Linked DNA regions of Mus musculus: regions 1, 3 and 4 are each linked to region 2. The links are chromatin contacts, called in public Hi-C and HiChIP or PLAC-seq maps. All regions are on one chromosome and are shown on one strand. Each heading gives the region's core, a stretch centred on a gene start, on an enhancer-like site or on the middle of the called end of the contact. The rest is flanking DNA. Distances are from core to core; before and after follow the strand shown.

Evidence for each region. A called contact is a pair of places that touch in the nucleus more often than the background predicts. HiChIP or PLAC-seq counts read pairs in DNA pulled down with a chosen protein or histone mark.
Region 1: a Hi-C map of natural killer cells shows a contact between it and region 2, with 6 times the contacts expected there. The contact joins the enhancer-like site here to the promoter of 1700029M03Rik in region 2. A contact is called at or near these places in 4 of 484 Hi-C or Micro-C datasets (CD8 T cells, memory CD8 T cells, natural killer cells and 1 more) and 2 of 115 datasets of contacts at active chromatin or transcription factors (memory CD8 T cells and regulatory T cells).
Region 3: an H3K27ac HiChIP or PLAC-seq map of large pre-B cells shows a contact between it and region 2, with 7 times the contacts expected there. The contact joins the enhancer-like site here to the promoter of 1700029M03Rik in region 2. A contact is called at or near these places in 1 of 15 datasets of contacts at CTCF or cohesin (large pre-B cells) and 6 of 115 datasets of contacts at active chromatin or transcription factors (T-cell acute lymphoblastic leukemia, Th17 cells, acute myeloid leukemia and 2 more).
Region 4: an H3K27ac HiChIP or PLAC-seq map of acute myeloid leukemia shows a contact between it and region 2, with 4 times the contacts expected there. The contact joins the enhancer-like site here to the promoter of 1700029M03Rik in region 2. A contact is called at or near these places in 1 of 15 datasets of contacts at CTCF or cohesin (large pre-B cells), 1 of 484 Hi-C or Micro-C datasets (colorectal tumor organoids), 1 of 115 datasets of contacts at active chromatin or transcription factors (acute myeloid leukemia) and 2 of 9 other capture datasets (adipose tissue and embryonic stem cells).

The regions. Positions count from the first base shown.
Region 1 is chr1:164,068,089-164,075,902 of GRCm38.p6, forward strand. It overlaps Sell (selectin, lymphocyte), which reads left to right. Exons shown (of 9, transcript NM_011346.2): 6 at 785-970; 7 at 4,025-4,153. Among named protein-coding and RNA genes, the nearest start is that of Gm51665, 9.0 kb to the left of the region's middle. Within about 2 kb of position 5,238, at least 46 of the 459 cell types and tissues checked have an H3K27ac peak or open chromatin away from gene starts, as enhancers often do. A contact at or near this core is called in CD8 T cells, memory CD8 T cells, natural killer cells and 1 more, where this site is marked.
Region 2 is chr1:164,958,974-164,966,283 of GRCm38.p6, forward strand. 1700029M03Rik (RIKEN cDNA 1700029M03 gene) reads left to right here and starts at 1,914. Exons shown (of 2, transcript NR_166148.1): 1 at 1,914-2,065; 2 at 3,527-3,864. It overlaps Gm39692 (a long non-coding RNA gene), which reads right to left and starts at 1,422. Exons shown (of 3, transcript XR_865701.2): 1 at 1,017-1,422.
Region 3 is chr1:164,360,857-164,367,960 of GRCm38.p6, forward strand. All of the region lies in intron 9 of Nme7 (NME/NM23 family member 7), which reads left to right. Among named protein-coding and RNA genes, the nearest start is that of Gm39690, 54 kb to the right of the region's middle. Within about 2 kb of position 5,770, at least 27 of the 459 cell types and tissues checked have an H3K27ac peak or open chromatin away from gene starts, as enhancers often do.
Region 4 is chr1:164,439,646-164,446,669 of GRCm38.p6, forward strand. Atp1b1 (ATPase, Na+/K+ transporting, beta 1 polypeptide) reads right to left here. Exons shown (of 6, transcript NM_009721.6): 3 at 3,550-3,705; 4 at 1,812-1,996. Among named protein-coding and RNA genes, the nearest start is that of Atp1b1, 15 kb to the right of the region's middle. Within about 2 kb of position 1,271, at least 49 of the 459 cell types and tissues checked have an H3K27ac peak or open chromatin away from gene starts, as enhancers often do. A contact at or near this core is called in acute myeloid leukemia, where this site is marked.

The sequences.
Region 1 (7,814 bases), core at 3,988-6,487, 890 kb before region 2:
CACCACCAGCTGGCTTCTGATTGTTTGGTTGACTATAGTGACTTCTTCTGGGTTCTTTCATTTGTACTTATCCAAGCTCATAAACTCTTAGTCTCAGTATCTGTCTTTTCTATTATTACGACTTGGTTTGTTTCTTTCTTCAAATTTTCTGAATTTTATGGATGTATATATACCTATGTGATCTTTGGATTAACAAATCTGTTTTTAGCCATGACCTCCAAATATGCTAAGAATGTTGTTTGGATATCTACGACTCAAGTGTCTCCAGTCAGTTTTTTTTTCTTTTTTGTGGCTGTAATTACATTCCATGGAAATGACATTTAATGTCATTTGTTTAATGTCAATCTGTGAAAAGAAATGGTGTGAAACTCTGCCACCCTACTCCAATACTTGTGTAAGATAACACTTGATAAATCAATTTTCAAAATTTTATTTCTTTTATGGGGCTGAAGAGATGGATTAGCTTAAGTGCACTGGCTGCTCGTACAGCAGACCTGAGTTCTATTCCCAGTCATCACATGGTGGCTAACAGACATCTCTGACTCCACCCCAGATGATACAATGCCATCTTTTGGCCTCCTGGGGCTCCAGGCACAGAAATAGTACACAATATACTTGCATACAAAACACCTATACATGTACAATTCAATAAAATAATTTTTATTAATTAAAAAATAGGCACTATCACACTTGGATATAATGCACAATGATTATATTCATCCCCAGCCCCATTCCAATCAAATCCTCATAACTCTTCTCAACCCTGCTTCTCTCTCCATGAAAGTGGTCCAGTGTGAGCCTTTGGAGGCCCCTGAGTTGGGTACCATGGACTGCATCCACCCCTTGGGAAACTTCAGCTTCCAGTCCAAGTGTGCTTTCAACTGTTCTGAGGGAAGAGAGCTACTTGGGACTGCAGAAACACAGTGTGGAGCATCTGGAAACTGGTCATCTCCAGAGCCAATCTGCCAAGGTGAGTGACTTTAGAGTGGATCTTTGTTGTGGCAAGCTTGTGTTTATAGTCTGAGAATACAGGGGAGTCTTGCCTAGAAGTCTGTTTCTTCTGTTGCTGTATAATTTAACCAGAGTTGGGTTGTAGTTTGATGCTTTTCAAGTGTTTTGTTTTGTTTTGTTTTGTTTTGTTTTGTTTTGCTTTTCTCACTAAAATGAAATGCAAAACACCAAACCAATCCAAACCAAACCTAGCTAAACAAAAGCAAAAGTCTTTGAAGTCATCTGGCATTTTATAATCTGATTTACAGCAATACATTGAAGTTATACTCTGTATCTTTTTTTCTCTCATTGTTATCACATAAAGCCTTGATGAACCCTAGTTGAACTTTGGTTCCTCTCCTTCAATGACACCCATTTTATGTGGTGGCCAACTTAGCACCAACCAGTTTCTTTCAGGGGATTTACAGGTCTTTCTTGATTGCTTCAGTTGGTAGGTTCTTAAAGTCATCTTTTCTTTGTTTTTCTCCAGTGTAAGCTCTCAGGAGAATAACAACTTCTGCAAAAAACAAAGCCCCACTCTTGATTGTTTTCATTTGCAATAGAGTGGGTTTTCATCCTTTCTTGACTGACAGGGTTTATCACATATAGATGATGGAAAAAAAAACCTGGTAACTCTGAAGTTCTGGATAGGCTTTTTACATTTATATTTATAGTTCCCTAGTTTAATTCTCTAAAGTAAACCAAAATCTATCGTTGACATCATGGAACTGAATTGTAAGGAATTGAATCAGTGATAAGCCTGCTTCAGGGAGTAGGGGTGTCTGTCAAAGCTGCTTAAGGAAAAGGCTGAAAGCTTTGTGATCACTGAGCATGTCCCATGCCAGAGTCTGCCTTCTGAGTCTAAGACTGTATGGTATGACATTTCCAGAAGTCTTGCATGTTACCATGCTGGGGCAGCCTTTTGGAATGGCTACCCTATACCACCATGGGCTGCCAATGCCTTGTTGTCTCTATCTCTGACCAGTTATCCATATCACAAGTCTGAAAGTACGGTCCAAAGTAATTCCCACAAGTTAGAAATTTCTAGATTTGTATGGATGGTTTCATTGATAAATTCTGGAGGCTCTGGTCAAAACCATGTAATGGGGGCTGGAAAGAAGAATCAGTGTTTTAAAGTACTTGCTTCTCTCAAGGACCTGGGTTGCTTCACGCCATGTGGCTCATTACCATGTGCCATTTCCTTTCCAGATAATTCTGTGCAGCACACACATACATTACTCACCCCCATAAAAGTTAAAACCATACTGAAACAAAAAGCTTTAGGATTGGCAATGAGACTGGGAGGGAGATGGGAGAGGCTAAAGGGGGTGGTGCAAAGATGACCAAAGAACAACATGTATACCATCTCTGAAAATGCCATAATGGAATCCATCGTTATGCACGATTAATTAATGGTAATAAGAAGGTGAAAACTGCCTTTGGTCCTGACTGCCCTGTTGTGTTATGTCCTCCCTGAAGTGACTCAGTGCGCACCTCTAGCAGCACCCAATCAGGGCACAGTGGAATGCAGTCACTCCCTGGCCAACTTCAGTTTTACTTCTGCTTGTACCTTCACCTGCTCAGAAGGAACCAACTTAATTGGCAAGAGAAAAACTGTCTGCAGATCATCTGGCACCTGGTCTAGTCCTAGTCCAATATGTCAGCATGAGTAATTTTACTCAGAAATACTGAAGGCTTAAAGCCGGAGCTGATCAGCTAGCAGAAGACAGAAAGGAGATAACAAACACTTAAGTCCCTTTCCCTCAATACATGTGGCCTAAGAAACAAATGGATATGCAGTTGTGCACTATAAAATCCTTGCCTGTTCTTAGGCTTTCCTTTCATGATAATTATTTTCTTTCTCAACTCTCCTATTGCTTTAAAGTGTAAACCCATTGACATATTTATGTATGACCCATGTCTTCTATTCTGTCACAAGTTTATTTCCCCGTTAATCTTTTAACAATGCGTCCTCTAAGCTCACTAGTGACTCCCTAACTCCCAACAAGTGAACCGTTCTCTAGTACCCCAAGCTGATGTCTCCCCAATCTGTCTGTGCATGGGAAGGACCGCAGCTTCCTCATGTGTATACACCGTGCATCAGAGTACATGAAAAAAAAAGTGACAAAATAATTGTTTGTTAAGTTAGCATATGAACTAGCAGCTACCAGTGTCTGCCCAATGTAAACCGTCTTCACAGAAAATAGAAGCGATAGGCCCTGAAGAAGCTGTCAAAGAAGATCGCTGGGTGTTTGGAGTAGAGTGGGGGCAGGGAGCAGGAAGGTGGTAACGAGGACATTACAGCAAGGCTGTATGCCAGGTTCATCAAATACATTTCCTTTCCAACCGACTTAGTTTTCATTTCCTCATCTTCAGCAAACCAACAGTTGCCAATATGTAAAAGTAGATTCCTTCACCTGGAGGTATCAGAAGATAGATTTTTTTTTTCAAATTAGTACTTTTCAATAAGAGACTGTAAGCCAACCCAGTTTGTATATCCAAAGGGTAGAAATGGCCTTTTAGTTGGTTTGAGTGGAAATGAAGGGCAGGGGTCCAACTGCATTGCTATATATCATTGCAGACCCTGGGCATATAAGCAATAAGATTTTTGTGTATCTCATTCAATGTAAGTAGTAGAAGCAGCTTCCTTTGATCAACAAGTTACCCAGCTCAGATCGCTGACTTCATTTTCCTTACAGTTTAGTAAGCTTTCTAGTTCTTCTCTGTGCTCAGATATCAACCTTTAAACAAGACCAGGAACGAAACACCATGATGACTACTTCTTGTTTGAGTTTTGAGATACATCCCCAGGACCTCCATGAGTCACAGATCTGAGAACTGTGGTCCCATAGGCAGAAGGCTAGAGGCCAGTCCAGCTGTATGCATACCGTGGGCCTTCCCGTGTTATTCCCCTCATCTGTTACATATGTTACTGTTGGGGGACATCAGAAGACCAAAATGATGACTATCATGAGCTTGAGTAAGAGAATAATTCTGTGGCTCATGCCATATGCCTTACTGATTCCTCTTTCAGAGACAAACAGAAGTTTCTCAAAGATCAAAGAAGGTGACTACAACCCCCTCTTCATTCCTGTAGCCGTCATGGTCACCGCATTCTCGGGGCTGGCATTTCTCATTTGGCTGGCAAGGCGGTTAAAAAAAGGTAGGTATGTTCAATAACATCAAAGTAGAACAGTGTTCAAGTGGAAGAGAGAGAGAGAGAGAGAGAGAGAGAGAGAGAGAGAGAGAGACCCACACAGGAAATAAACTTATTTAGTTGAAGCAGGTGCCAAGTGACTTCTGTGCTTTGTAGGCATAAGTCCCTAGAGAGATTGGGCCTTATATACACCTCCATTTAAAAAATCCAGACAATGTATCATGGTTGGCAGACCTTTTCATGATACGTTGCTATGAGGAACTTGGCTAGATGAGACACTGTAACAACTCTTTGGTCCTATTTCTGTATGAAGGGGAATGCATTGCCACTGTCTTCTGGGAGCCTGCACAACTTTGATCTTAGCACTACAATAGCATTAGGAAGAGAGTCTATGATTGTCTAAGATTTTTGAACATCTCTTTAAGAGTCATATAACTTTCCGGGTGTTGACATGTGGTTGCCCTTGGGAGAAATCCTTGTGGATTCTCTCTAGAATCTATTCACTGAGGTCACCACTGTAATCTAGTATACCATATATATGTATGTGTAAACATATACATATTTAAACATATGTGTGTTTATATTTGTATGCATACATATGTAGTGTACACACATATACGTATATAGTGTACTAGGTTACAGTGGAGGATATATACACATCCTAATGATATGCATACACACACAGACACATATACAGAGAGAGAGAGAGAGAAATACACATACATATATCCAATATCCAATAAGGCAGAAACCTGAAGAAAAAAGGGAAAGGGAAAGGAGAGCGTCCTCAAAATCTTATTCTCTATCATCCAGGAAGTATATAAACTCTGCACGAGGACAGAACATTCTTCTTTTGCCCCCTTCCTCCCTCCTGAGTATGCCTTTGCCTTCAGGTCGGACCAACGCACCAGCCACAGGCCCACAGTCTGCTGCAGTTTTGAGGTGTGCACTGCCACATTTGTCCACGTTTATCTAGCAGATCTACTCAAAACTGTAAGATTCACATACCCCGGCAGCTTTAAAGATTCCCCCGTATTAAGGTCAGGTACTATGAGTAACCTTTGTGACTCCTTTGTGCTGCTTCCTGTGGTAGAAGCTGACGGCCACTTAGATTTCCCTTCCACCAGACTCACCAGTGCACGTTGTGTCACCCAGCTCACCCACACTGGCAACTGAAAGAAAATCGTCTACCCGTCTCTGACAATCTTCCCACCATGATTTGATCTCCTGTCCAAATTTAAAAATAGGAGGTGATAGACTCATTTTCCACCAATCCATAAGATAATAGAGGATGCGCTATGTAGGAACAGCACTAACTATAACGTGTCAGTACTGAACAGTTCAAACTTTTCCTCTATTGATGGAAATTCCACGGACCTTGGATACCGCCATCACACAGGATACTAAGTATCGCCTACGGCACCAGAACAAAGCTGAGATTGACACTTTTCTTCCTCTTACTGAGACTTCAAAACCTCACTCCAACTGTCTTGCTGCCTTGGGTGGGGCAAAGAGGTCATCACACATGCTCCCTGAGTAAGGTGGCCATTAGCTCAGTGACTTCAAGGAGTAATGAGGACGACAAGGACTCCCAAATTTCATCTTTTTCAGAGGCAGTTGTAACCACAAAGGAATTTAGTCAAAGTCACCCGTATTTGGTGGGTGCTAGCTGGTTAAGGCTACCTTATGAGTGGGGAGGAGAAAAGCTGTAGGTTGTTTTTAAAGTCTTAACTTTGGAGTCAGTCATTTCTGTAGACGATCTCAAACTGATAACAAGAAAACGGCATGCCCCTGCTGTGGGAATCTGAGTAGGGCAAACAGGAAACAGATAACGGGTACTTGGGCTAGTGGCAGTTATGCCACCAAAGAGAGTAGCGGTTCCCAGAGATCACTAACTCTGGAGGGAAAACTCGGTGTAACTATGCTGTGTCCAATGGTCTTCAATCATGAAACAGCCACTCATCTCTCAAGCTTGCAAGGGAATGGCTTTGTCTTCCAAACATTTTAGCCATAAATTGACTCTTTACAACATGAATCATGTCCCTTTTTTTCTATAGAGACACTGATCTAGGTCCCTGAGATAACCCTATAGGTGTTCAATAGATATGTTGATAAGAATCATAGTGAAAATAATAATTCTATATCCATACATATTACGTACATGTTATAGTTTTATTGGGTTCATCAGACTGGAAAGGGGACATGTGACAATTCAGAGTATGAAGGCCAATGGGGTGACAAAGCATTCTTCTCTCAGGTGGATGCTATGACCTGGTGCAAGGGCTGCCTATGCCCTAATGGTCTTGGCTTCTGGATTCCCTTTAACTCTTCTCCTGGGTCCACAAACAAGGACCCTGGCCATGTGCTCTGGTAGAAACACTTGGTACTCCTAGCTTTTCTCATTCTCCAAGGCAATGGCATTTTTTTTAGGCCAAGCTCTAAAATCTCTTTAAGCAGGAGCTCAAGGCAGAAATGGCTCTTTCCTCTGAAATAGCACCCCTAAAAAGCACTTGCTTTCAGGGTTACAAGGCAATGCTGTTCCTCAGGCGGAAGAAATTTCCACCTGACCCAACACACTGGTTTAGTACAGAACATGAACTTGAATGCATTCTCTCTTAGTTCTCTTTTCTTCAGAAAGACACTTCCTCAGTAGGACAAGACACTCTCTCAGTAGGACAAGAAATTCCCTTAGTAGGACAAGAAAATCCCACAGTAGGATTCTGGGTCTTGTTTACCTATTGTCATTACTTTCATTGTTCCTTGCCATATACATATGGCAAGAAATCTCAGAAAAGGTAGTGTGTGTGTGTAGACGTATATATACACATATATTTATTTGTGAAGATGTACAAATGGACTCAAACTTGATTATTCTACCTAATCTGTATATTTGGTCCATATCATCTACAAGCAAAATTTTGAAAGACTAGCTTTTATAGAACTTTAAAATATCAAAGACACAATTGAGTACTGTCTATTATGTGCCAAGCAATGGCCTAAACATTTTAAATACCGTTTTTTTTAACCCAACAATGAATTTAACATCTATGTGGGACAATTCTAGACTAGCAGTTTACAGCCACTGAAAAACACCAAAGCCACCCCTCTCTCAAAGGATTCTCCTTTCTCAGAAAGCTTTCTTTCTGTTTCTTTTTCTTCTGTTTCCTACAGACCTCATTTCTTCACACCACTAGTTAAGCAATATTTAAATAAGAATGTGTTTTGGTTCACAAAATGTACTTTGTATAGTCAACTAAAATTACCCAAAGAGTAAGTTAGAGGAGAGTCCCAACTGAATAAGCACAACTAAGCTGGAGCTGAGGTTTTTGTTTGGACACAGAAATGTGGGTTCCAGAGTTCTATGCATTTGGTGGAAGTGGTTTTCACACCTAGTTCCATGTGGCCTGTTCAAAGGGGAAACAGAAGTATTTATGACATATGAATTGTATATAAGATTCCATATGATGTATGAAAATATGCCGCTCAAATTGGATTGCATGATCCTCACTGATTCCTACTAATAAGACCAGAGCCAAACTCTCAGGACTCACATAAGAGAAGCTGAGAGACATTGAAGTCCTTTAGGGAGGGGCTGGTAAGAGGATGAGCTGTGCCTGGGACACTGGGTCAGACCAGTAGGGAGTTCAGCCAAGGCTCTGGCTTTATG
Region 2 (7,310 bases), core at 664-3,163:
GTTTGAGATGATTAGTAGACACCCAAATGGGAATTTCAAGTAGCTCTCTATAGATCAGGAGACCAGGGGAAATGTCTGGGTTAGAAACGATCATTTCATAGTCTTCAGAATATGCACAGCATATAAAGCCATTATATTGGGCAAAACACACAAGCAATGAGAATTGATAAAAAAAAAAGAGAGAGAGAGAGAGAGAATCCCAAAGAGAGAGCTCAGGATTCTCTAAGTCCTTGGGTTAGAAGATGAAGAGGACATGGTGAGGGAAAGGAGATGTAATCAGGAGTGAGGGGGAAACCAGCCTGGTGTGGTGTCCTGGAGACTGAGATAGGAGAATGCAGGACTGGGGCGAGTAACTATGTCAAATGATGGTGGATGTCAGAAAACAGGGATGTGAAAGTGACAGCTGACTTAAGCAAGGTGGAGATCATAAATGACACAAGGGAGAGGTCACACTAGATTACGGGGAGCAGAAAACTTAGTGAAGGGGGTCCAGAGAGGCCCGGGAGACTTAGTGACAGCATAGACAACCCTTTAGAGGGAAAATGCTAGACCACACTCATCTTGTAAGTGCCATGGCAGAGACTTAAGAGATAAAGGGCTGCAGTTGAAGGCGAAAGTGGGGTCAAGAGGGAGAGCTGTGTTTTGATTTTTGGGTCTGGTCCAATAAGAAGCTTAACATCAACCACACCCACTGATTATCTTTCCAATGATCTGAACTCATGGATGCACATCCCTGAGAAAACTGTTCTGTGTTCCTGATCCTTAATGCTTCCGATCACATTATTTCTACATAACTATTCATACAATCTGGTTCACAGTCGATCTTTTTCTTTGTATAAACAATGGAAATAAATAATAGATAATATCTTGGGAGCATTCATAATAGTTACTGCCTCTTTAGTTAAAGAATGACTCCATTTGGGGTGCCTCACAAAAACGCAGTAATGAGAATCTTCCACTCATATTTTAACAATCAGAGAAATCATTGTTGATTTCAAAACTGAAAGGAAGTTCACCTCTGGGCCCACACTGAGTCTTCTCTACCCATCTTCTGCTGCTACCGTTTGGTATCTGGCTTGGTCCCGAACATTCATGCAAAGTTCCAATGTCAGTGTAACTGACTTCTCAAAGTCACACACGCAGCATGCTTCTCCTAACGGGAGGGATGTTAATTTCTAGGCGACTCTACAGTCCTAGCTGCCCTCATCTGCCCTCACTTTCCCCAGCGTTAGCACCGTTGCTTGCTCACAGTGTTGCCTTAACCATTTCCTCCACGTCTTCAAAGTTGTGGTTTCCTGCCCCTTTGCAACACAGACATAATAAACCACTCTTCAATTATTTTTTACTACTTCTTCTGCCTTTGTCCCAAGTCGAAAGAAGTCAAAACTCTGCCAAGTTTCTGTTACTGAGTTTGTCTCCCAAGTCAGGGGCCCTGCCTTCTCCGCAGGTCTCATTGTTAGGTCACAAAGCTTTTGAGATTCTCACTGCAGAGCTCTTTATTTCCATCCCAGTGAGTACTGAATAGTTTCTCCTTCATCCTCTTGTCTCATTGTGCCCTTCAATTCCTTTTCTTGATGAGTCTATCTACTCTCCTGTCTGTGATTAAAAAAGAAAAAAACTGTTCATTTTGAACAGAGAGTAAAATGAATAATTTGGAACTACAGTTGCCTCACAAGAGTAGGGTGCTGTCTGATAAAGAAAAATTTCCTCTCTGCCTTTCACTTACAGATACCAGTACATGTGTACACATTTTCACATGCTACACTATAGCAAACATAGCTTCAGATTGCTCATAACAAGTGCTCACCCTGTGTGAGGCAGTCTGATAGCAGCTGGTGTTTATTACCTCACAATTCCTCCACACATCACAACCGAGGATGTGACAGGGGTAAGGCACCTGCCCAAGATTACACAGTTAATAAATGACTGACTGAGGTTTGAACCCAACTCATTTGACTTCAACACTTACAGAATTGACTACTCAGATAAGAGAGAGCCGTCTCTCAGGGAAATATGGAAAAGCAATACTCCACAAACCTCAACGGCAAGAAGAGTTCCTCCAAAGGTGAGATCTTGATGAAAGTGAGCAATGTCAGTATGCAGTTCTTTGAAATCTCACAACTTACCTTAAAATTCATGACAATTTTGTGTCCATTCCATAATATATCCAGATTGCTTTCTATTACAGGGATAGTTAACTCTCCCAAAGGATACAAAAGGCATTTATAAAATGGATGACAAACATTGTAAGGAATATACTTTCCTCCAAATGAATATAAATTCTATGAAAATCTCCAAAGACCTTTGAAAGGAAATGCTCCGCCCCTTTCCTCTACCAGCAATATCTGTTGAAGCAGTATGAAGGGGAGAGGTGAACACTGGATTGTTTTAGCTCTTGTCATTAAAGAAAGCGTGTACATTAAGGCAGCACAGAGAAGGTATTGATTTGTGAGACACAAACAGTCAAACACGTACATCCATTCTCCATCCTAAGCATCCATCTCCTCTAAGACCCCGCTCAGATGCTGAAGGACCAGAGAAGACTAAATCACAAAGCCCAGTTTCCCTTGTTCTCTCATGGAGAGGCTTGCTCTTGCACATGTGGACACACTAAGGATTTTACTCTAGTTTCTCTCTCTCTCTCTCTCTCTCTCTCTCTCTCTCTCTCTCTCTCTCTCTCTCTCTCTCCACATATGTGTGTGTGTGTGTGTGTGTGACATACATGATATATATGATGTATGTGTGTATTTATGTATGTGTATGTGTGTGTGAGAGAGAGTAATCTAGCCCCTGTTGCTTTCCCATTTTATATTTATTTCTTTTAATAGTGAGCCTAAGAGAGAGACTCTAGATTTAAGCTCACATGGTGCTTGGGAGTCCCATTCTTACAGTCCTGAGAGCTGATAGGAAGCTCAAGACACACACACTGCCTCTGCAGCTGACAGGAGCCTCCATCCCCATCCCTCTGCATTTCTCCCAGCTTCTCGGTGCCAGGAATCTCTAGGAGGGCACCCGAACCTTTGGTCAGTCTCCCTCACGCCTCCGCTCTGCTCTCTGCCCTCCCACCCCGACAGTTCCCTAGCCACCTGCCTGGGAATATGCTTACTGCAGAGCCCTTTGGTGCCACAACCCTCCACTCATGTGCTGCCCCCCAAAACCTTGTAATGGAGGATACAGTGGGCATGACTGTGTCCATTTTGTTTATGAAGAGACCTGGATGGAACCAGGATGAAGCGACTTGCCTGAATTAGTCACCCTGGGGCAAATCCGGGCCTCCAACCAGGGCATCCTCACCACCTCACTGATCACCCTCCACAAAAAATCGTGGATCCTATCAGGCTAGCGGTGTGCTTCCATCCGTGTCAAACTGACAACACTAAGAGAGATAGTCAAGCATGGCTCATTAGATACGTGCAGAAGAGCTGCGTGTTGCAGCGTTCTCTGAAATCCTGTAAGATTGAAAACACGGGACCTCATGCAGTTGATGTAATTCCTGACACATTTTATACCACTTCAATTCTGTCAGTTGTCTGAGTATGGATGCACTCCATTACTAGCCATCTGTGAGGCGATCAATACAGCAACACAGAAAGGACAGAGGGTTAGAAGTCTAACCTCCTGGCAAGCTACGCCTGCTACAATGCTGACTTCACCTCGTCAGACTCTGATGTCACCTCTCCAGATGCTGCCGTCCTCACCTACAAGATAAGGAAGACCAACAACATAATCTCAAATGTTCCATGAAGTTCTAAAGTGGCAAGGTCCTGTTTTAGGCATGTGAAATTAGACGGCTAAACATTGTGCTTTCTAAAATCCTCCCTTGTCCTAACATTTCAAAGCTTCATAAACATATTTTCTGAGTCATTTCTCTCTTGGGCTAAACATATGGTCCTTGGTTTTCCAAGAGGTCCTGTGCAGTAAACATAAGCCCTGTGGGTTGCACTGACTTGGGAGAGCATTTCGGTCAGCAACGCCATCTGCCAGCTTCTGTCATCCTCATGTAAAATGTAAAGTGGTGTCCCCTCCGGACAAACTGGAGAAGGGTGCCCTCCCAAGGTCCTGTAAACAGAGAGTGGAAATAGAAACTCTCTGACCGAGTGCCAGCTTCGATTTCTCTCCTCACCTGGATGCAGGTATCAAGCATTTGAGCTGACCTACGACACACAACAGCCCTGGGAAATCAAAAACTAAGAGTTTGTTTCAAGCTAAAGCCAAACTTTCTGAGGAAACTGCTTAAAAGCTGACTCAGGCAGCATACGCTCTCTAAGCTACCTCAGCTAGACAAAGACCATGCTAGGAAGTGAAGGACGTCATGCTTGCAGTACATACCTGCTGCTGACAACCTAAAGGATAATACAGCACCCTCTGCCCCAATCCTAAAACTGTAATCTCTGTGGTCCATGATGCAAACAATGATCTGGCTAATTGACCCCCAGAGGGAATGTTCTCCAGTACAGTAAGTTCACCTTTAAAAGACCATAAACTCCTCCAGAGAGATGGCTGGTTTCTCTTTTCATTTTTATGGTTGCAGAATGGACCACTGCTTGGGACAAATGAGCTATCAAATAGAAAATTATTGATGGAAATTGATTTGATTCAGACACACACCCCCAAGGCTACATATTATGAGCATAAATGACATGGTGAGGCTGGGTTGAATCGAGGAGAGTCACCCCACAGCCCTGGTTCTCAGCCTGCATTTTTCGTTTCTAGACACTGATGGTTTTGTCAGATCTCACCCTACTCTGAGTCTCATCCCCATCACACGAGGCACTTGAAAGGGCTGAACTTTTCTAAGCATTCATTCTGAAGGTCTTCCTGCAGTTTCCACAAAGCCACATGGTTCTCAGCCTGGCAGGGGCACCTGTCAGAACTGTCCCACTACATCCGCCACTCCTCTGGTTGTGGACTTTGGTGACAATTTGTAAGAAAAAGAGCCTGGGTGATGTGCATTCTGGTCAGTGGTTATTTAGTACCATGTCTCTAGTTGGGGATGGGGAGGAGGAAAATGGGGAAATTATATTATTTCTTTACATATCTTTTCCTTTTTTTTAAAAAAAAAAGCAACATTTTTAACTTAAAGAAAAGCATGGAGAATAAACTAAGTGTGCTCTCTACTCAGAATTTAAAAATAATACTGCTGTGTTTGATCCATTCAGTATAAAAGGAATCTAGTAGTCAATTTTCCATCCCTGTAACAAAATGCATGGGAGAGGCTACTTGTGAAGTAGAAATTTTTACTTAGAAATTAGGAAAAGTTCCAGTCTAAGATAATGGGACCTCATGACTTTGGACCTCTAGTCTAAGTCCCCACTAGCCATGGCAAAGAGATGCTGGAGCAAACTGCTCATTATCTCAGGCCAGGAAGCAGAGGAGACTAAGAGGCTAGAGTTCCACTATCCCCTTAAAGACTACACCTCCTGGGACCTAAAGACTTCTCCATAGACTCCTGCCTCTTAAAGGTCCATATTACCTCCAAATATTGCTACTCTTGGCATCATGCCCTTAATATATAGACCTTCAAGGGACCCTATCTATATAATGGTGATAAAAAGAGACCATAACCCTGCATTATGAAGTAAAGTTCTATGTTGTAGTGGTTTGAATATGCTTGGCCCAGGGAGTGGCACTCTTAGGAGGTGTGGCCTTGTTGGAGGATGTATGTCACTGTAGGGGTGGGCTTTAAGGTCCTTCTCCTAGCAGTCCAGAAGGCAGTCTTCTCCCAGCTTCCTCCTCCGGCGCCATGCCTGCCTGGACACTGCAGTGTTCCCTGACTTAATGATAATGAACTGAACTTCTGAACCTATAAGCCAGCCCCAATTAAATGCTATCCTTTATAAGAGACGCCTTTATCATGGTGTCTCTTCACAGCAGTAAAACCCTAAGGCTTGTGTTATCACAGAGAAAATGTCAAACTTCTCCCAGAAATTAAATCACTCTCCTGCTGTGGCCTCAAAGTCACTACAGTAGCCTCTTGGCCATCTAACACCCAATTTCACAGCTTTGTCATTTCAAAATTCTTTCTATAGAGCTAAGAGGCTTTTTCTTGTAGTGTCTCCTGCCTCTAGTCCCTGCCTGTACTTACACAGATTCTGTGTCAACTCCATGCCAGTGCTCACAATACACTCAGCTCCGCAGACTTCAGGAAAAAATTTCCCATCAACATTCTAAGAGATCAGAGGCTGGCCTAGTGGAACAGACCTATAACCCCAGCTATTACCCCTCAGGATACTGAAGCAGAGAGATGACAAGTTCAAGGCCTGACTGTGCCACATAATGAGTTCAAGGCCAACCTGCGTAGACCTTGCATCTGCACTGAAGAGTTAAAAGGAAAAAGGAAAAAAGAAAACAAAAAGAGGTCGGGGAATATAGTGGCAGAGTACTTGTCTAACAAGCCGAAGGTCCTAGGTTCAATTCTCCTCACATCCCTTAAAATGACAAGATCCGTAACCTTACACCCCTAGTCCACAGCCTTCCATCAGTCTCCCATAAGCTTTCTTCTCCCATTCGATTCTTTATTTTGGGGCCTAGAAGTAAGGGAGAACACTTTTTTTTTTTTTTTGCTTGAATATGTCCTAAAGTCTTAGCCTCCAATCCAGGCAATTCATCAAAGCATTTCTTCCAAACAAATGCAGGAACCCCTCTAAAAGAAAATTTGGCCAATGAAATATTTTTCTTCAGTTCATTACATCCACGCTTATGATTAAGGTGGAGGTAGAGTCTGAATATACAATGGGAGAGGTCTTTGATAGGTGATGAACTCAGCCATTAATGATCAGCTGGGTGACTCGCCCTTTATATCATCATGAAAGGCGGGAGAAATGAGGGAGACTGCCCACATGGTTATATACAGAAAATCAAGAGGTAGAAAACTTCATAAAGAATGGGTTTCCTTTAAGCGAATATTCAACATGGTTTCGAGCTCAAGTATACACCCCCAGTATGAAGGGAGTTCATATCCTGCAACATTCATCTTACACCATTAAATAAAAGCCCTGCCCATAAGATGCCCTAAAAGGTCAATGGAAGGGAACGAGGGGGAGGCGGGAGAGAGCATGGTGACATTTAGAAGTCTGGGACGGTATAAAATGAGAAGAGGTTAGGCAGCCTGCGAGGAAAACCCACCACAGCACGAGTGGTAGGTCACTGCTTTTTCCCCCCATTCCGCCGAGCTGACACATGAGTACCCATTCACTTGGTCACACCCACAGCTGCCTGCTTGGAAACCACACAGCCCTTCACTGCAGCACCTCCTGACTTCCTACGCAGGCCTCCGAGGTGACAAAAGACTAGGGGGAGCTGTGACAGGC
Region 3 (7,104 bases), core at 4,520-7,019, 590 kb before region 2:
TTATTAATTATATAATTGTTAATTGCTAGTTATATAGCATCTCACTTTATTCTCATGTTCTTTGTTTTTGAACATATGGGTGTTCATATCTTTTTTCCTATGTATTCAATATAAATGATTTTGGTGTCTTTAAATTAGATCTAGTAGTCTTACAGTATGTGAATTTAATTTATTAATATTTGTTGCAATTAATGATCTCTTTGAATTCATTTCCTCAAAGTTTATTTTTCCACTTGTTCTTCTTGGCTTTCTGAAAGTCTTGCTCTCTACCACATACATAGACAGTCTTTGTATTGCCCCCTTCCCCTTTGTTCATGAGCCGGTTCTAGAGTCATAGATCAGGAATTTAAAAACATTACATGGGGCCTGAAGAGATGGTCCAGCAGAAAGAGCCTGTACTGCGTTTCCAGAGTCCAGCATGCATGTTGTGTGGTTCACATCTGCCTGCAGCTCCACCCAGAGGGATCTCACATCTCTGGCTTCTGCAAGGTCCTGCATTCACATGCACTCCGCACATAAAGATACACACAAATACACATAATTTTTTAGGGGAAAACAATAAACAGCACTTTGTCCATATTGGGCCGCCTGCCTGGTTTTGTGAATACACTGTTTTGTTGGAGGTCAGCCATAGCTATTCAGTTCTGCTTTGTCTATGACTGTTGTTAGGTTATACAGCAGAAGAAACTGTAACTATACCATGTGATGGAAGGAGCTATAAATATTACTTACTATCTGTCTTCCATAGAACCTTCCTTTCCCAGAAGTTATGACTTTAATTTGTTATACCAAATTTTAGCATGTATACTTAACTCTAAGTTTTATTTATGAACTTAAACTTATTCACTCCAGAATTTGATGAAATAGAAATTAGGATACTTTTAACAGCTGCTGAAATCTCCCATTGTTGTGAGAATGTTAACTTGTGTATTTTTAATTTTTATTTTTAAATCAACTTTATTGATTTAACTTACATAACACAAAATGCATACATTCTAAGTTTAAAGTTCTGGTAATATATTTGTTGTCTTGAACTCCCCAAATCAAGAAGTTCTTAGCTTATGAACTTGGTTTTGCTCAGTGCGTCCCTTCTGGAGACTTTCAGAGGATGTGTGCATGGTTTTAGCCCATTATTCAGTTGCTCAATTGATTGGAACTGCTCACAGCTGAAGGACTAAGCAGATTCATTCTGTGCTTAATTATCTGCCTTCACAATCAACCTTCCTATTAAAGACAAAGAAATGGAAAGTCACGGTGTCTGCTATCATTTGAAGTCAGAGGTATTCTAACACCTGACTAGAGAGGAAAGTGAAATCTGTTGCTAGGCAGCAGTCAAAGCACCTAGCAACTGCAATGGATTAGACATGAGGAACCTTAGGGTCCCTTCAGAGCCTGTGATGCATATTGCACACAGAAGATCTGTTCTCATCTGAATGAGAAGAAACTTAGGAGTCTAGTAAGCAGCAGGGAAGAGCGTTGTGACATCCTGCCTTGGTTTGTAGTGTCTAATACTTGGAGTCATTGTTACCTCTCAGAGGCTTGGCCGTGAACTCTGTGATCTTGGAAATAGTCCCTGACCTCCTTAAAGCCCAACTTTTCCCATCTGTTTAGTAGAGGTGATAGAATCTACTTCCTGCCTGTTTTAAAATAAGTGACATCCTTAGTACTGTTTGTAACTGTGGTAAAATGTTAGCTACTAATAGTAATTATAGAGGCCATCTCATATATTTAGAAACCCAAATATATTTTGAAACTCACATTGGTAGTATTTTAACTGTGGATTTCTCTACAACAAACCACCCTCCGACTTAGTGTTTTAAAGATGATTAGTTGATGCTCACAAGTGTGTGTACAAGTGTTATTTTTTGTACAAGTGCCAGTTGAGAATCCCTCCGCAGCGTTCCTGAAGGCCTTAAGCATGTGGCTCCATTCAGCCCTCTGGGAGTGATGCAGAGCTGGCCATGTACAGCTGTCTGTCACCCTCCAGGCTCTCCACATGGTCCCTCCCTGACTGAAGCTCAGGATGAGGCTTCTGCTCTCGACCCCCACACGGGATTGGGGTGCACTGTGCAGCTGGTGTGGCTTCATTCATCATGATGCTTCACTGCTCAGTTTTTCTGTGTCTCTGAGCTGTCCTATCACCCTTTCATGGATTTCTGAGGTTCTTTCTCCCTTTTAAGGTATGTGGCACTTCTTCAGCGGGTCAGCATTTAGTCCACCATCTTGCTTAATAGTTTTATTTGATCTAAAATGTAAATCTTCTGACTGAGTCTAATGCTTAAATAAGATTCCACTTAGAATTCCTCTAGTTCAGAGCACTCTAAAGAATGCTAAGGTAGTGAGAGGGAATGGCATCAGTCTATACCAAAACCTCCAGGACTGATTTCAGGTCTACCAGAGTCATCTGACCCACTTTGTCCCAGTTTGCTCAGGTTGCTGCCAGCCTTCCTTGCCACGAACAAGCCATGCTGCCACAGGGACCATAGAGAGAGCTCTGGTGAAGTAACTGGAGTAAAAACCTCGCTCCCTATTCACACACAGAGGCCACCTATGTGTGCTAAGTATCAAGACAGAGATGTAGACTTGGCAGTGGCTTAGAAATGAAGAATTTATAAGAGGCATTAAGGGCTTTGATCCATAGGGTTTGTTTGTTTGTTTGTTTTGTTTTGTTTTGTTTTTTGGAGTATGAAAGATGTGCAGATGTACAGGCTAGCAGGATGCAGAGCTGGCTCTCGGCTCACACAGAGTTACTTCCGGTGACTACTATCCTTTAGCATTTTGTATAAACATTAAGGCCTCCCATCGTTTCCCATGTCGTCTGTCAATGAGGAGGCTTGTCAGTCAGTAAGCCTGTTCTTTACATGTTCTGCTCCTTTCTCATAAGAACCTGTTGTAACTACACATCAGAATTTACGCACTTTCATCTTCCACAGGGCATGTACCATTCCTTCGTCTTCTGATAGCAGACAGTGCTTTCTTATTTTCCCATTTTACAATCATTTCTTAATAAACTAAATAATAAAATGTCATATGTGGCAGGTCCCTGGATCCCACCTCCCTAGGGCCTGCCCCAGCTCCTCGCTGGGAGAGGGAAGGGAGGAAGTAGGCTGCAGAACAGAGCACCATGTGGGAAGGAGGGAGGTCTGTGTTCCTCATTGTGCGGCTACACAGGCACTGGTGCTCAGGGCTAGGAGAAGATCGGAAACCAGGCAGTGCCCAGATAAACATGTCTGCTGCAAGGTCTTTGAGGTCAATTTTCCTTCAGTCTTGTGTCATGTGCACCTTAGGTGTCATCAGCTCTAAAATGGTTGAAGATATTCCCTCTACTAGATGATCAGCCCATTAACAGACTAGCCTGGGAAGCTAGCGAGGGAGATGGGACTCTTTTGTTGGAGACCTATGTAACCATTGGCGTTAATCCTCTTCTAGAAGGTTCTTCGTATACCTAGAACTGAAATGCTGAACAACTGACTAGTCAAGCACATATGTCAGATGGCTTCTCAGTGTCTGAGTGGTGACCCTTGAATCTTAAAACACAGTAAAATGTGAGAGAAGGGACTTACTGGAGTTTCTTTTACAAATGTTTACCAGAACAAAAATAATTGAGTGTCCTGGGGATCCAGCTCAGTCAGCAAAGTCTTTCTGTTTCTGAGGACCTGAGCTGGGACCCCCAGCACCCACATTAAAATACAAAACAACAACCAAAATTCAGAATGGCAGAGCGTTCATCTCTAACCCCAGTGTTGGGGTAAGGGACAGACAAAGACAGGAATTCCCCAAGTTTGCTGGCTAGTCTTAGCCAATTTGAGTTTCCAGATTCAATAAGAGACCCTGTCTCAAAAAATGAGATGAAAGGGCTAAGGAGATGGCTTAGTGGTTAGGGGCACTTGTCTTTACAGAGGCCCTGGGTTTGATTCCCAGCATCCACATGGTGGCTCACAACTGTCTGCAACTCTAGTTCTAAGGGATCCAGTGACCTCTTCTGCCCTTCACAGGCACCAGGTATGCATGTGGTACACAGATGTATGCACTTGCAGTCAAAATACTGAGTAGGACAAATTCCCAGGGGAAATGGCGGTATTGCCCACTGTGAAGTTTTCAGTTTAGTTTTTTTTCAAACCGAGTGTTCACAGAGACAGCTCAGACACCTCCAATGCATGTCTCAGCCCTACTCTAGAGCTACTGAACAAGCTCAGAAGATACTAACCTGGCTGAGAAGTCCAAGGTTAAGGCCTGTGAACAGGCATAGTCCACAAGCTCAAGTGCTTGTAGGGCTCATCAAAGTTGGAAGAGCACTGTCTATCAGTAGTGGCGTCATCGTCCTACCTCCAGCTCCAGGATTCTTCTTCTATGTTTGCTTGGTTTGTTTGTTTTAATTGATTTGTGTGTGTGTGTGTGTGTGTGTGAATCTTATCTCTCTGCCCCTTCTTATTCACTCTTCACCCTTGCAAGCCCCACCCCTAAAAGATAATAGAAACAAAACAACAATGACGACAAAATTAAAGTGTAGAAAACATCTCATCATCAAAGCTGTAGCATGTCCCACAGTATTTCCCTCTGTCCACACATCTTCACTTGGAAATGTTCGCTGCAATGAGTCATTGGTCTGGTCCGAGGCCTCTGGCTTCTGCCACACCATTGGTACTGGATCCGGGACTCGTCCCAGTTATCCTGTTGTTGCCCTCCTATGTCATGGCAAGTCTTCTGCTTTGGAATTGCAGGACTGGCCCTCTCGTGCTCTCCAACAGTTCACAGATGGTGTAGAATTTAGGGTGGGCCAACTCAGACCCCTGGATCTGGGCCTAGAAGTATATTAGAGAGCTGAGCAAGCTCTCCAGCACTGCCCCAGCTAGCCCACCCAATGCTGCCGCCAGCAGGGTTAAGGTCAGCTCTCCTGCTCTCCTGCTCTTTGTGAGGGACCACAAAAGAGCAGGAGAGCAGGATAAAAGTTTCACTCTGCCCAGTCAAGGTACCAGAACCACTCTCTCAGTTGATGCACTTGTGGCCCCTAGTGAATTGTTTCTTGATTGTCTTAGGGTTTTATTGCTGTGAAGAGACACCATGACCATGGCAACTCTTACAAATGAAAACTTTTCATTGGAGCTGGCTTGCGGTACAGAGGTTTAGTCTTTTATCATCATGGCGGGGAAACATGGTGGCACAGATATAGACATGGTGACAGAGAGGTAGTCAAGAGTTCTACATCTAGATCTGCAGTGCAGCAGGAAGAGACAGTGAGCCACTAGGCTGGCTTCAGCTTTTGAAACCTCAAAGCCCACCTCCCAGTGATACACTTCCTCCAACAAGGTCACACCTCCAATAATGCCCCTCCCTATGAGTCTGTGGGGGCCATTTTCCTTGAAACTACCACATTGATATTCAGAGGTTTGTGTAGTTCCTCCCATATTGACTTTTGGACTTGACTGTGACTTTCTTTAGCACTTACCTTCCTAAGGCACGCTGCAGTCACAGGCTTGCTGAGCACACGTGCATTGGACTTTGTCTTTGAGTGCTCTAGTTAGAAACCAGTGGTGTGACTAAGAAGCTCTGATGAACACTACCTGGAGTCTTGCCCTCAAGACAAGCTATAGCTTTCAGAAGTGTCAATCTAATTCTACGATTTGCTGACAAGCCCCAGAAATGCAGATCTCAAGCTGCTCATCCAAACAATGCCATGTATAACGAAAGTCTCGCCTCTAGCACCGGGAGCTGACTTCATTCACTGAGAATGACTCTGAGCCTGAGGTCTGTGGCTAGACCAGTCTCTGGAGCCAAGTGCCTATTGTAGGCTTCACTGATGGAGAGGTGAAGAACTCGGGGAACCTCCGGGTGTGAGTGGGGGTGTGTGTGTGCTTGTTATCTGCATCACAGTCCTCCACGATGATTAATGCCCAGGAGTTTGTGCAGCCCTCAGTCCTGTGGCTGCATTCCTCACATTATGATACTTGGGAGCAACCCCCTGCCTCACAGTCACCTCAGGGGCTACAAATTGGTAGACTCAGAAGGGTGGGGCAGTCAGTCCAACCCTGGGACTGAAAAGCTAACTGTGACCAGCAGAGGCCGCTGCTAAGCAACTAGCAAAGTGAAGGCCTTTGGGGATGTCAGACAGTCACCAGCACAGTTCAGCACAGAGCAGCAGAAAGCACAGGAAGACACTGTGCACTCCTTTCTGGTCTTTCCGTTGTACTTTTAGGAACATTTTACTTAATTTTACTATTTTAATATTTACTATATTTTATACCGTCTTCTATCCATCTTTTTTAGTCATCTCCATAATCTCCATGCCCTTGTCTAATTTTGTTTTTTCTTTATTGAGCAATCTTCTATCAGCCTTTTTTTTTTTTTTTTGTCTCCTTATCTACCTTTAGTAGTTTTTTGACTGTATCTTTCCGATTTTGTTATTGTTTTTGTTTTTTTGAGTCAGGGTTTCTCTGTGTAGTCCTGGCTGTTCTGGAACTCACTCTGTAGACCAGGCTAGCTTCGAACTCAGAAATCTGCCTGCCTCTGCCTCACAAGTGCTGGGATTAAAGGCGTGTGCCACCACTGCCCGGCTCTTTCCAATTTTTAAAAAGGCTTGTATATGTTTTTGGTTTATTCCCTTCTTATACTTATCTGTTAGTTATGCATTTTCCCATGAAATCTTTTTGTTTTCCTCTGCTCCAGTCTCTTGCCTTTTGCTCTTGCCTTCTTTACATTCTTCTCCATTCCTTTTCTTTAGCTTGTCTTTTCTTCTTGTTCTTTCCCGTCTTCATTTACCTTATGTATCAATAAAAAATAACAATGAGTAGGTGGTAAAGCATACAGGAGTGAGCCTTCCACAGCCAAGCAGTCACCTCCGAAGGGGGGAGGCTAACTGTTGGAGACCTGTAACAAGAGCTCCGGCTTGGGATGTCGCTGGTAGTTAGCTCCAAAACTATTTATTAAACTTCACATGGATGCCATACCCTGTACCATAGGTTTATTTTTATTAACAACTCATATATGGAAATTAAGTAAAGCATAAAATGTATGGTGCACACACACACAAGTATGCTTGTGAATGGGTTGAACATTTTAGAAGAACATGGGAGAAATGAACACAGCAATGAATGCCTTTATTAAGAA
Region 4 (7,024 bases), core at 21-2,520, 520 kb before region 2:
GAAGCTAACTGGGTGCCTGCTAAGATGGCAGTCACCACATGGAGTGTCCAGTGCACCTCTAGTGCAAGAGCTGGACTTGTATACTGAGGCAAGGGTAAATATGTCGGGCTTTTCCTCAACAATGCTGTCTTCAAACAGGCTTTCACCCTCCGCTAAGACTGGGGGCAGTCTGAAAACAACAGTTACAGCCAAATGCACAGCCTTCCTCCTCCATCCCTGGCCCATCTAGCTCCAAAGGCTGATGAATATGGATTGCTGGAGAGCAGCCATTTGCTTACTCAGGTTAGCCCTGCATCTGAGCCTTGACCTAAGATATGGAGTGTAGATTTGACTCTTTTAGGGGGCTTTCTGCTACCAATACATCTACCTTGAAAACTTGGAATAGAAAACACTTATTGATCAAAGAGGTGGTCAGAATCTGTCCTCCGAAGACAGGAACCAGGCACACCAATGGGAATGATGAGTCACAGCACTCCAACAACAACAACAAAACAACCCGATCCCACTGACAAGCTAGCAGGGGATTTGGGTAGGAGGGACAAATAAGAAGCAGCAATGTATTAACTGGGGACCAAAATATTGAAGGAGTCAATGTCCGTCACAGAACAGGACATTCAGATGTAGAAGACAGAACTCACACAGTGGGCCAGGCTGTGGCTCTGTGACACAGGTGCCACTGAAAGTGATGAGCGGTATTAAAAGCAAATGACCGGGAGAGCAGAAACTGGCTTCGGGCTTCCTTCATAAACCACAGCAGTTCCTCCTTTTGCTAGATTACCCTAGCCATGTGAGTCAAGTACAAGCGTGGGGTAGTAGTCCTAACCACAGTACTTCCCATTGCATGCTTGTCTCTGTGGGAAGATTAAATATCTGTTGAAAGGTACACTAACATTCGCAAGAGATCCTTCAAGACAAGCAGCCAGCCAGCCAGCCACTGACAACTTGTTCCTGTCTCTGGTTGCATAAAGGAGCTTTGATGCATCTTTAAGGTAATATTCCTGCTGGTGTTGGTGGCACACATCTTTAATCCCAGCACTCAAGCAGGTGGATCTCTGTGAGTTCAAGGCCACCCTAGTCTGAAGAGTTCCAGGACAGCCAGGGCTGCCTACATAGATTCCGTAGCTCACAAAAAGAAAAAGAAAATCCACGTTTTGATTTGATTTCCTTTGGGGTAGCAAATATCACGGAAACAAACTGACATGCAAGAGAAACTGAGCAGTGTTCATGTCAGCCTTAGGGGACCCTGGAGACCAAAGCCACGCCTATGGAAGGATGGCATTGCTTCATTCATGGTCTGAGAAATAACCGTTCAGAAAAGATGAGACAACACCAGTTCTTTTCTGTAAAGAATTTCTTACAAAATGGTTAACAGTGACAACCTGCTGATCAAGTAATGGTCACTTGTTAGAAACTGTGTGGTTATCAAAGGGCAGAGACCGTGGTAGGTTCTAGGTTTAGTAATGAAATCATCACTCGGGGAAAAAACTTCTTTCTGATCAACAGACAGCATTTCTGAAATATCCTTGCTGCTCCTTTAAGGACCCAAGCCAAAAGCAGCACACAACCAGGAAACCCTCACGTGGGCAAAGAACTCTCTTATCTGGACACGAAGCAGTGAGCACACCACAGTCACATCACTGGGGAGACGGGGTCAGGAGGATGGGGAGCATAATAAGGCTAGCCTTGGCTCAAAGTGTCTGAGGCTAAGCCTGGTGTTACAGTCCTAACGGACTGCACTTCACAAGTCCCAGGGAGCATATTCTGAAACATCAGCTAGGCCCCCAAATGTGAGACTGTAAAATAGCGCTTGCCTTCGGTTTGAAGCCCAACACTCGGTTGAGCTTGATAATGATGCAGGGCTTCCCCTCTCTGTAGCCGTAAGAGTCATCATTGAGACCGGAGCAGTTCCCCAGCCAGTCAAGCTTGAACCTGCACACCTTCCTCTCTCCTCGTTCGTGATTGATGTCGCCCCGTTCCTTGGGTTCACTGGGAACATCTGAAAGCACAAACACATTCATAGCGTGCACCAACCGTTCGGCTCTGCACCGTGAAGAAAGAAAAGAACTTCTTGTTCCTTATCATTTCCCACTGGAGACAGGGCTACGTGAGGCCTGCGCTAGACAAGGACTTCCCACAAGCTGTCTGCTCTCTTCAAAAGATAAAGACGTATTAGCAGAGGCAGTCACTGGTGCGTGACCCCAAAGCCAACCTGCTCACCAGCTGTGCTTCATGAACAGCAGCGACTGAGGCTTGGCTGGTCTTTCTCTTCTTCTAAGGCAGTGATTCTTAGCTTTCCTAATGTGCTGTGACCCTATCACATAGTTCCTCATGTTGTGGTGACCCCCAACCATAGCATTATTTTCACTGCTACTTTATAACTGTAATTTTGCTGTTATGGATCATAATGTAAATATCTGTTTCCCAATGGTCTTAGGCCACTCCTGGGGAAAGAGACGTTCCACCCCAAGGGGCCCAGACCCTCAGGTTTAGAGCCACTGCTCTAATGGATCGCCTAGCTACTTAGGGCTGAAGGAAAGCAGACCATAACTTCAGCACCAGCAGCAGCAGCACTTTCACAGACCCACACAGCGATGCTCAGAAACAGGGACATTACAACAAGGACATGAATTTAAAAGGTTGTCAATACTTTCGAGCTGGAAGGTTTGGGTCAGAATTTTCTGGAGCTACGCCTCCAGTCGGAGGGGAAATGGTCAAAGAGAAGACGGAAGTCATCAGTTTTGTCTTTGGAAGCTGTACATTCTCCTCTCATGACAAGCACTGATTCAACTGGGAAATGTTCTTCACACTTCACGTAAAAAGCCAGAGAAAAGTGAAATGAACATAGAATTTTAAGTCAGGCTGTAGAAAAGCAATGCATATTCTCTGTTGTATATTTGATATATATTATGTGTACTGGCTAGTTTTGTGTCAACTTGACACAGGCTGGAGTTATCACAGAGAAAGGAGCTTCAGTTGGGAAAATGCCTCCATGAGATCCAACTGTAAGGCATTTTCTCAATTAGTGATCAAGGGGGGAGGGCCCCTTGTGCGTGGTGCCATCCCTGGGCTGGTAGGCTTGGGTTCTATAAGAGAGAAGGATGAGCAAGCCAGGGGAAGCAAGCCAGTAAGAACATCCCCCCATGGCTTCTGCATCAGCTCCTGCTCCCTGACCTGCTTGAGTTCCAGTCCTGACTTCCTTTGGTGATGAACAGCAATGTGGAAACGTAAGCTGAATAAACCCTTTCCTCCCCAACTTGCTTCTCGGTCATGATGTTTTGTGCAGGAATAGAAACCCTGACTAAGATATTATGTATGGCTATTCTTGTCATAATGGCTATTTCATTAACTCATTTCTCCTTCATGATTTCTCCTTGCTTATCATGCGTCCCTTTCTCATCGTCGTGAAGTAAGGTGAAAACCTTGTGTAAATTCTAACGAGAATTCCGTGACATTGCCTTTAAACTACTAAAGCAACGGAGCCAAACGACAACCCGTCCTTCTCAATAGTGGGACCACGTGCACCCATCCATCCCTGAGCCAGTCACTTACTGCCACAGTCCTCGAAAATCATGTCGTCCTTCTGGGCTGAATCCTTGTACTTTTCCAGGAACCTGATGATGTTTAGCACGTAGGCCTCGTAGCTCTTGGGGTCATTAGGACGGAAGGAGATCTCAGTCTTCTGGATCTGGGGAATCTGTGTCAATCCTACGCCAGGGAAGAGTCAGAAAGGCGGTCATTATTAGTAGGAAGGCGACCGGGAGGCGCCAAACGCAGGCGTTCCCCGCACAAACACGCTTCCCTCGCCACTCATTCCCACTTGGCTCACGGGATGGATTAAATCCCCACTCCCCTGGTGAATTCAATCCGATGGCATTTAGATTAGGTATCGAACTGTATCGATAGTGATGTAATATCGAATGTCATCCAGTTTCCTTGGCAACACGTCACAGTAGCATTAACCTGTTTTATGAACGAGAATGTCACTTGCAGTGAAAGGCACAGTGTTCTGTCCGAGGGGGCCAGAGAAAGCAGTAGAACCAGAATCCCAACCCAGCTGTGCAGTCCTCCAAGGCCTGTGGCTCTCTAGTGCCCTCCGATGCAATCACATTTAAAGCTGCGTTGCTAGCAGCCGCTGTACAGGTGGTTTCCCGTCAGTAATAGCACGGAAGTGTGGAGCCGACACCTGCCCCATGTTCCATGTCAATGAGTTAGTTAAAATCTCAGTCTCTCTAACCTCAACACTGCCCCACAGAGACAATCCTTTGGCTCGTGTAACCTAGGATAGATTCTTTCAGCTTCTAAGGAGGTGTGGGGGATGTCAAGATATATATGCAGTTGCCAGTACAGATGTCTGAGCATGTCAGCTCTGTCAGAGTGACATTCAAGACACATGATGTGGGTTTGCCGTCTCTGCTGTGTCTCTCCCGTCCAGAAGCCCCTGCCCTCGTAGTGTTTTCTACATGGGTTCCTGGTCTACACTACACAATAGCACCAGATCCAGGGCAGTGCGTTGGAAAGGCGATTACAATGGCATTCCATCCCAGAACTGACAGGTAAAGAGACCCAATTACATTCCAGTTCCAAATAAACATGAGACAACTCTAAGTAGGAATACACACTCTTGTGCAACAGACTTCTAGGTAACCAGCTATCCTGTGTTTTCTGTTGTGACATCTGGCATCCTCACTTTGTGTCAGGGGCCTGCTAGTCAAGAGCTATACCTGACCTCCTTCCGTCTCCTCCTGGCAGGTGGGGGTACCCACACCATTCTCCTCAAAGGCTGGTTCAACAGGTAGCCTCACAGGATCCATTCCAGACCTACCTGGGCATAACCTCTAAGCCCAAAGCACCCTTGGTTTAGAAGCACTGCCCTGGAGGATCAGCATTTGCTAGTGGTGACATCGGTGCAGACAATGGCATAATTCAAGTGGATGCACAGACAACTCGGTTAATTATTTATCAGCGCCATGTGTGGCACTAGAGAACAAGCCTTCAACACAAGTTACAGGCCATAGCTGTTAGTTTTTCTAGTAAGGACTGCCTTGAGCTTCAATAGTTGCTACATGGCCCAACTGCAGGAGCTCGGTGAACAGCCATGCAGAAGGATGGCAGAAGGGATGGAGATGAAGATGAGGAAGCAGGAGTAGAGGTGGGAAGAGGAGTGCTCAAGATGACAATGTCAAGACGGACGATAAGCACCTTCTTGGGCAGCCTGGTGCCAGAGGCCTTTAATTCCAGCATTCATGGATCCCTGTACGTTCCAGGCCGGCCTGGAACAAGTTCTAGGCCAGCCAGGGCTACACAGTGAGACTTTGTCTCACACCAAACAAACAACAAGGAATCTTGGGGGGTGGGTGGGTGAGGTTGCTCTGCAGGGAAAGCACTCGCTGTACAAGCCTACTGATGTGACTGGATCCCTGGGACACACATAAAGGGAGAAAGGGGAAACTGACTCCATAAAGTTGCCCTCTGACCTGCACGTGTGTGTACCATGGCACGTGAACACCTCAGATAACAGTAAGTTTTTTAATGTAAGGAATCTTCTTCAAAAGGCAAACGGCAAAGCTTAAAGGACACGGGGGGGGGGGGGGGGGGGGGGAAGGAACGCCGCCATTTCCGAATTAGCTCATAAATTCTGCAGCGTTAAATAAACGAAGGGCACGATGGTTAAATGTTCTCCCCCACCAATACCACCCCATTTTTTTCAAGACAGGGTTTCTCTGTGTAGCCCTGGCTGTCCCGGAACTCACTCTGTAGACCAGGCTGGCCTGGAACTCACAGAAACCCACCTGCCTCTGCCTCCCCAGCACTGGGATCAAAGGTGTGTGTCACCACACCTGGCTTGATTAAACATTCTGTAAGAGCTCCTAAGTCAGGAAAGATTCTTTTCATGTCTAAATCAATCTCAATATATTCTAGACATTTTTCTTTTTAACATTACATGGGAGGCTGGTCCTGTGACTTACCATTGTGCTATAAAGCAAAGCAGCAACAACCACTGACCTCTGCAAGGAGAAAGCCATCGAGGGCAAAGAACAGCAGTGGCCAGCATGGGACAGCAAGGGGACAGGAAGGGGACAGGGCCGAAACAAATAGGGTAGGCAGCTAGAGGGCCACCCACGCCTAGGCCGAGTTGTAAACAAGACGTAAGTCAAGGTGATTTGCTGACCCTGGGGAAGTGAAGGGCACAGGCCAAAACTAGAGAATAGAAAGTCAGGAGAATGAGGGAGTTTTTCTACAATAGCCCTGGGATCCTGAGAAAGTGGACTCTTGAGGGGTTAGTCATGCCTAAGAGCCAAGAGCAAGTGCCTGTGAATTTGTCAGGCAGAACTGGACAAAGAAAGGGTAGAACTATGTGCCCAGGATTACCACAGGGCCACTCAGCTTCCAGGGCCCAGGAGGAGGGTGGAGGCAGCTGGAAAGGGGAAGAAATGAAAGGTGTTGGATGTCAGAAGGCTAGGAGTAGCCCTACCTACTTTACAGAAAGGAGAGAAGCTGGGAGAAAAGAGACTGCAGCCACCAGCAATGGCCACCAGCGTGCTAAGTAACAGCAGTGCAAGTTATGGTCCCCAGCTGAGCAGGAGATACAGCAAAGCCCCACCCTGGGAGTCTGACAGACAAGCTACTCTCACTAAAGTGACCTTAGGTTCACACTGAAAATAAACAAGGTAGGACCCAGGTGGCAAAGCAGGTTCGCCCATGTCACTGTCCCTTCTGCCCTGGCATCATTTGGAATTCCCCACTGCCTCTCACTCTCCAGCTGTCCCTCTATAGTCTCTTCCAGGGGCCGTTTCTTAGGTGTCTATACGAGGTACAGCGATGCCACTTCTCAGAAGAGCACAGGACCATGGGATTACAGAGTCCTTGTCATTCTCTCACTACTCCAAGAGGTCTCCATTAAGAGACACAGAGTGACATGTGCCAGACCCCTCCCCCAAATATGAGTTCCTGTAACTCAGTCCTTGTTTTTCAGGACATCGGGTTCACCCAGATGTGTATGCCGGCCTCACTTATGAACAGGTGC